2 separate regions of the Rattus norvegicus genome follow, and region 1 is linked to region 2. The links are chromatin contacts, called in public Hi-C maps. All regions are on one chromosome and are shown on one strand. The core of a region is the stretch at or near the end of the contact, and the rest is flanking DNA. Distances in the headings are between cores, read along the strand shown.

Region 1 (2,705 bases), core at 8-2,507, 200 kb before region 2:
TCACTCGAGATGGTCACCTGAACCGGAAGAAGCTGGTTTCCATCTGCGAACAGTATGGATTGCAGAATGTGGATGGAGCGGTAAGCCCATTGCTGTGTTTGAGAATAATGAGAAGAGCTTTGTCTGCCCCCAGGCAGGGAAGAGCCGTACTGTGACCTCCTTATTAGAGGCCCGGCCTTCTTTATTTCCCTAAAAAAATATTCTACAGGATTTTTGTCTTTGGGAAAGTCATGTTGTGAGGCAGAAATCAAACGTGATGTGGCTGGAGTTCCTGAATATATAATAAGGTCACCTACTGTGCTCTCTGCTACCCTGTGTGAGACGTATCAACCAAACAGTAAACTGTGGGGGAACGCAGACAGGAATTAAGAGAGCCTCGGGCTTGAGTTAGGCGGGAACTCTGAAGGTCAGGCTGCTGCATGTTCCGTTCTGGAAAGTTCTAGTGCTCTCCCTACGCCCTTGGGTAGATGAGAGTAGTGCACAGGCTGCCTCTCTAGCTGTGGTTTGAAGTTTGCTTTCTGCTGTGAGGAGAGCCTTGGTTGTGTAGAGCAGCCAGATTCTAGCCGTGAGGGAACAGGGTCGGGGAGCTTGGTAGATTTGAAGCCCCAGAGAGTTTATGAGGTAAGATTCTGCTTTCCTCCTCTTCGTTCTGAAGAACCAAGAGAGGATCTTCAGGATTCGTTTATGAGTAGCCGTGAGGCTATACAGAAAAACCTGTAATTCTAAGACGTGTCTTTCAGAAAGCTGCAAATAAAGATTAGGGGGAGTTGGAGGTTAGGAATACAGTCACTGCTCCAGAATCCCTGATTATGATGATATGTGACACCATGCTGGCTGCCTCCTCCGGACAGAGTGGTAGCGCATTCCTAACCAAGAAAGAGACCGATCTCCAAAACCTGCCAAGTAGCCTGACTTGCAGAAAAATTTGGTTTTTAGTTTAGTTTTGCTTTTTTGTTCTCATGTGATGTGACTGTTATATAAGCCCCCTGGCAACCTTTGGAGTATCCCAGCGCCCCATTTATTTTTCAGCGGTGTCTATGGAATCATAAAATTAAATTAATTATCCTAATTTCTGAACTAGTACAGTACAAAGGGTTGTTTTTTGTGTTTTACCGAGAAACGTTGCACAAATGAGTTCCTGATCTGAGAACAATTTTTTGGAATGTAAATGGCAGCCACTGGCAGAGAGCTGGCTTCCTCTTCTGCAGGGAGCTCCTAAAACTGGAGACAAGGGGCACATTCAGTTCTTTCCCTGTGCTGCTAGAATTAGGAAGGCTTTACTCATCATGCTCCTGCTTAGTGTTTCCACCCCTCCCACCAGGAGGAGTGAGGAGATGCCCTGCCCTCCACCCCTTAGGTCTGAACCCAGAGGGGCTGAGCTGGTGATTAGCATAGGACTTGGGATCCCAGAATTTTGCACCCCAAAGCAGTTTGAACTCTGTCAGCCTTTTGCAGAGGAAGCCTGTGAGATCACTGCTGCCCCCTATTTTTGTGAGGGAGAACTAGATGAGCTCTCTTTGGCAGTCATCCACACCCCACTTTCTCTAAGTTAAGACAAGTAAGAGGGCAGGGTGAGCAGACCAACTCCCAGGAGGCCTCATCAAACCCAAGGATGATTTCGTTTGACTTGTTCGGTATTTTAAAAGCTGAACTTTGAGGTACACTCTTTGACATTGGAAATTTTCCCCAAATATTTTGTAGTAGCGAGCCACAATCGTCTCCTCCGGACACCACAGGCGACAATGTGCCGAGCTAGCTTTGTTCTCAGCCTCATTTGCCCCCTGACGACCGCTTGCTTTCTGATGTCCGAAGCCTCCATGCCTCGGTCTCCCAGGTCTCTGGGGTTCCTGGACTCTATTCTGATACACGTTTCACACCCTACACACCAGGAAGTGCCCACCGACCTGGCCAATGTGGGAAATGAAAATGCCCTTGTTCCTAAAGTGGGTCTGTGTGGTGCCTTAGTTGCTCCGGTAACCCACATTCTCTTGAGCCCAGTCCCGACCACCCAGTCCTCTCTAAATTTACATCCCTTTACCCAACACTTCTCATCCAGAGCTCTGACTTAAAATAACTGGCAGGAGTCTATTAAGTGTTTGAGTGTTCAGGCCACATAGAAACTACACTGATTTGGCAAAGGCCAGGCAAGCACTAAGGACATAATCTGTTGCTTTGTCTAGATTTTGTGGACATTTCTGATTGAATGGTCCTGAAAGCCACTTCCTCCAGTGTTGGTGAGAACGAGACAGAAAAGTTGAAGGCTTTTTGGCAACCTCAGCATCTTGTCCCAAATGCTACCCGTCACAGTATTCTGTCAGAACCTATTTCTTCCCCAGATTTCCAACCTCTAGAAATTTCCTTGCCTCAGGATCCTCTCCCAAACAAGACATATGTTTCCTACAAATTGGCAAAGAGCACATGAAATACAATTTGTTAGTCTTCTGTCTTCTTGCTTCTCAGTGGCCCAGGCATCGTGCGGGGGCTCATTAGCTCTGCGGTCTCAGGCCCTTCTTTAGCCTACTTACCGCAGCAGTGTGAGCTGTAAGGTCTCTGTTTGATTTCTGTTCTGTTCCCGGAGGCCTGTTCCACAGTAAATATCACACGGAGGGAAGAGTCTCAGTGGGATGTCTGCGCCTTTCCTCCTGTCTGTGGCTTCTGTGATTCATACTACTCTTTTTCCTTCCCCATTCCTGCGGAACTAAGGC
Region 2 (2,700 bases), core at 106-2,605:
CCTTCAACCCATGAATGTTCCACAATGGCCCTAGTCGCAGAGTGGATAAGGTGGTTTTGACTACATGATCAACATAAATCCATGACAGTAAACAAGTACTAAGATACCAATAGAACAGTTGAAGAGATTTTGAGTCATCGAAGCCAAAAATATGTGCCCACCAAAACAAGTGCCAAGAAGCTTTGAAAGAAGGAACTGTTCTTCAACCTTTTTTTTTCAATGCAGCACACACACAGGCTTTGTCCCTGGAGCATGTAAGTCTGGGCTTACTTATGTTCCCTAAATAAGTGCTCTTTGTGTGTGGAACACAAGAAAATGCATATATTCTCTATTCTGTTAAGGTGTTACTTGGATTCTTTAGTTATTAGCTATAAGAAGTATATTTCTCAAAACAGAATTAGATTGTGTCTGGAGTCACGTGTCACCTGAAATTTGTTCTGTTGTAATTTTATCTATTTTTTCAATTTCTCCTAAATTTTTATTTAACTTTGTGTTTTGGCTGCATGTATGTCTGTACACCATATGCATACCTGGTGCCTACACAGGCTAGAAGAGAGTGCTAGACCTCCTCCAGCCCACTCTGGACCCCTGCTTAGAGTTAACAGAAGTGAGCTGCCATGCAGGTGTTGGCAATCAACCCAGGTCCTCTGAGGAACAGCCAGTGTTGTTAACCACTGAGCCATCTTTCCAGTCCTTATCTAGTTTTTCTACTGAAAATCTCTGCAGGACTCTAGAAATAACTTTACCTATATACATAAAATTGGTGACTTCATTTCTACGTTAAGAACAAGATTGGGACTCAAATCACAAAACAGACCAAAACATTAACCAAATCACTTCTCACAACTCCTGCCCAATATTCTGGGCATGGTTAGGCATCTTACAGTTTATAATCCTCTTTACAATGCTATAAAATGGTTTACAAACATCTCGGGTGTCAAATGCAAAACCTACCCTCTTCCAGGGACTGATAAGGACACTCAGATGTTGCCAAGGACGCTTTGTCCCAGATCACCTACTTTGGAACCAGACTCAGGCAAAGGTCCCTAGCTTGGCTTTAGCATCTCCAGAACTCCTAGTCCCATTAAAGATGCAATATTGTGGCGATGCCCAGAAACCACAGGAACTTCGTAGGAATTGGGGTTTTCAAAAATGTCTCGGGAAACCCCGGTCCAGCCTCAGAACTGGTACCACCGGGAACAGTGTGTGGAACAGGACGGTGCAGTCGGGTGTGCCGGCGTTTAGTTAACCCGGCACTCCCCCACCTCCTGCCCGGACGGACTCAGTTTACCTTGACTGAATGGAAGTAGGAGGCACCGCTTCCGAGGCCTGCGCACAGGCCCTCCTCCTCTAGTCCTGCCGGCAACTGGACGAATCCTGGCCGTGCCTGGGCGGGTCAGACGCCGCACGAATGCCTTGGGCGCCCCGCAAGCAGCTAGGAGGCGGGGCCGGCGGCGGCGAGGGTGTCGTGCACTCGGCGGGCCTCAGGGCGGCACTCTGGGCCCGCGGCCTGCGCTCTCGGGCGGGCCGGGCTCGATCCGCGCCGGCCGCGAACGTGTCTCCCGGTGACGCAGCCGCGGGTGGGGAACGTGGTGCGGCGGCAGCAGCGACTGTGCGCACGGCCGTCTCGGAGAAGACGCGGGTCTCCGACCCGGCGCTCAACAAGGAAGGAACAGCCTCTTCGGTACGGCCCGCGCGGGGCCTGGCGGGGCCAAGGAGGCCCGGAGGCTGCCGGGGTCGCGCCCCGTGACGCCCCCGCGCTCGCTCTCGCCGGTGCAGGCGCAGCTGCGGGCTGAGGCTCCATGTTGGGAAGCGCCGCGCACCCTCGTTAGCGGGATACGGGTGCCACAGGCAGAGCCCCGGGCTGGGCGCAGCGAAGATGGAGGCCCCTCTGAGGCCTGCCGCCGACATCCTGAGACGGAACCCGCAGCACGACTACGAACTGGTGCAGAGGGTCGGCAGCGGCACCTACGGGGACGTGTACAAGGTGAGGCCCGGCCTGCAAGCTTGGGGCGTCCCCGGGATGCGCCGGACCACAGAGTCCGGCCAGGAAGTGGCCCGGACCCCGCGGCTGCGTTCCGAGCACCCTGGGTTCCCCATCGATTCTAACGCTACCGACCGGCAGACTTAACCGCACCTTCCAAACCACCGCTGAGCTTTTTTGTGGTTTTAAGGCGTACTTATGGTATTGAAGTTACTCTGAAGGATGTTCTGGTGTTAACGTGGAGAAAAAAAAAAATGCTCCGCGGAAGGCTGTAGATAGGAAAGAATATTGTAAATCTAGGCATTTGCACTCTAAATTATTGTTATGGGTGAACTTGACTTTAAAAATCTCTGTGGAACCGAGCTCTAAATTGTAACTCTAAGTAATCTGGTTCTGGAGTAAAAGGATTTGTGTGTAAACATGACGGCCTGTAGGAAGATGTCTTTGAGGACCCGGTGAGCTGGCTCTGGATATAAAGGCCCTTAGAGCCAAGCCTTAGGTCCCTAGAACGGTCCCCGGATTCTCCCGGTGGTGGAAGCAAGTTGTCGCCTGACCTCCACCCCCCTCCCCCCAAAAAAAAAAACCCCAGTAAATAAACAAAGTGTAATTAAGTTTAAACAAATTCAAAGAAAGATGTTTTTCACCTGGCAGAAGTTTAAGCATTTGTATCTGGTTGATAATAATGAGTATAGGGGTTGGGAATTTAGCTCAGTGGT

Evidence for each region. A called contact is a pair of places that touch in the nucleus more often than the background predicts.
Region 1: a contact with region 2 is called in a Hi-C map of Schwann cells, with 2.5 times the contacts expected there. The contact joins the enhancer-like site here to the promoter of Atl1 in region 2. A contact is called at or near these places in 4 of 12 Hi-C or Micro-C datasets (Schwann cells, kidney, liver and 1 more).

Annotation. Positions count from the first base shown.
Region 1 is chr6:94,310,488-94,313,192 of GRCr8, reverse strand. Nin (ninein) reads left to right here. Exons shown (of 30, transcript NM_001106737.1): 7 at 1-80. Among named protein-coding and RNA genes, the nearest start is that of Nin, 52 kb to the left of the region's middle. Within about 2 kb of position 1,257, at least 29 of the 93 cell types and tissues checked have an H3K27ac peak or open chromatin away from gene starts, as enhancers often do. A contact at or near this core is called in Schwann cells, where this site is marked.
Region 2 is chr6:94,111,879-94,114,578 of GRCr8, reverse strand. Atl1 (atlastin GTPase 1) reads right to left here and starts at 1,355. Exons shown (of 15, transcript NM_001009831.2): 1 at 1,292-1,355. It overlaps Map4k5 (mitogen-activated protein kinase kinase kinase kinase 5), which reads left to right and starts at 1,636. Exons shown (of 32, transcript NM_001192016.2): 1 at 1,636-1,987. The coding sequence starts at 1,880.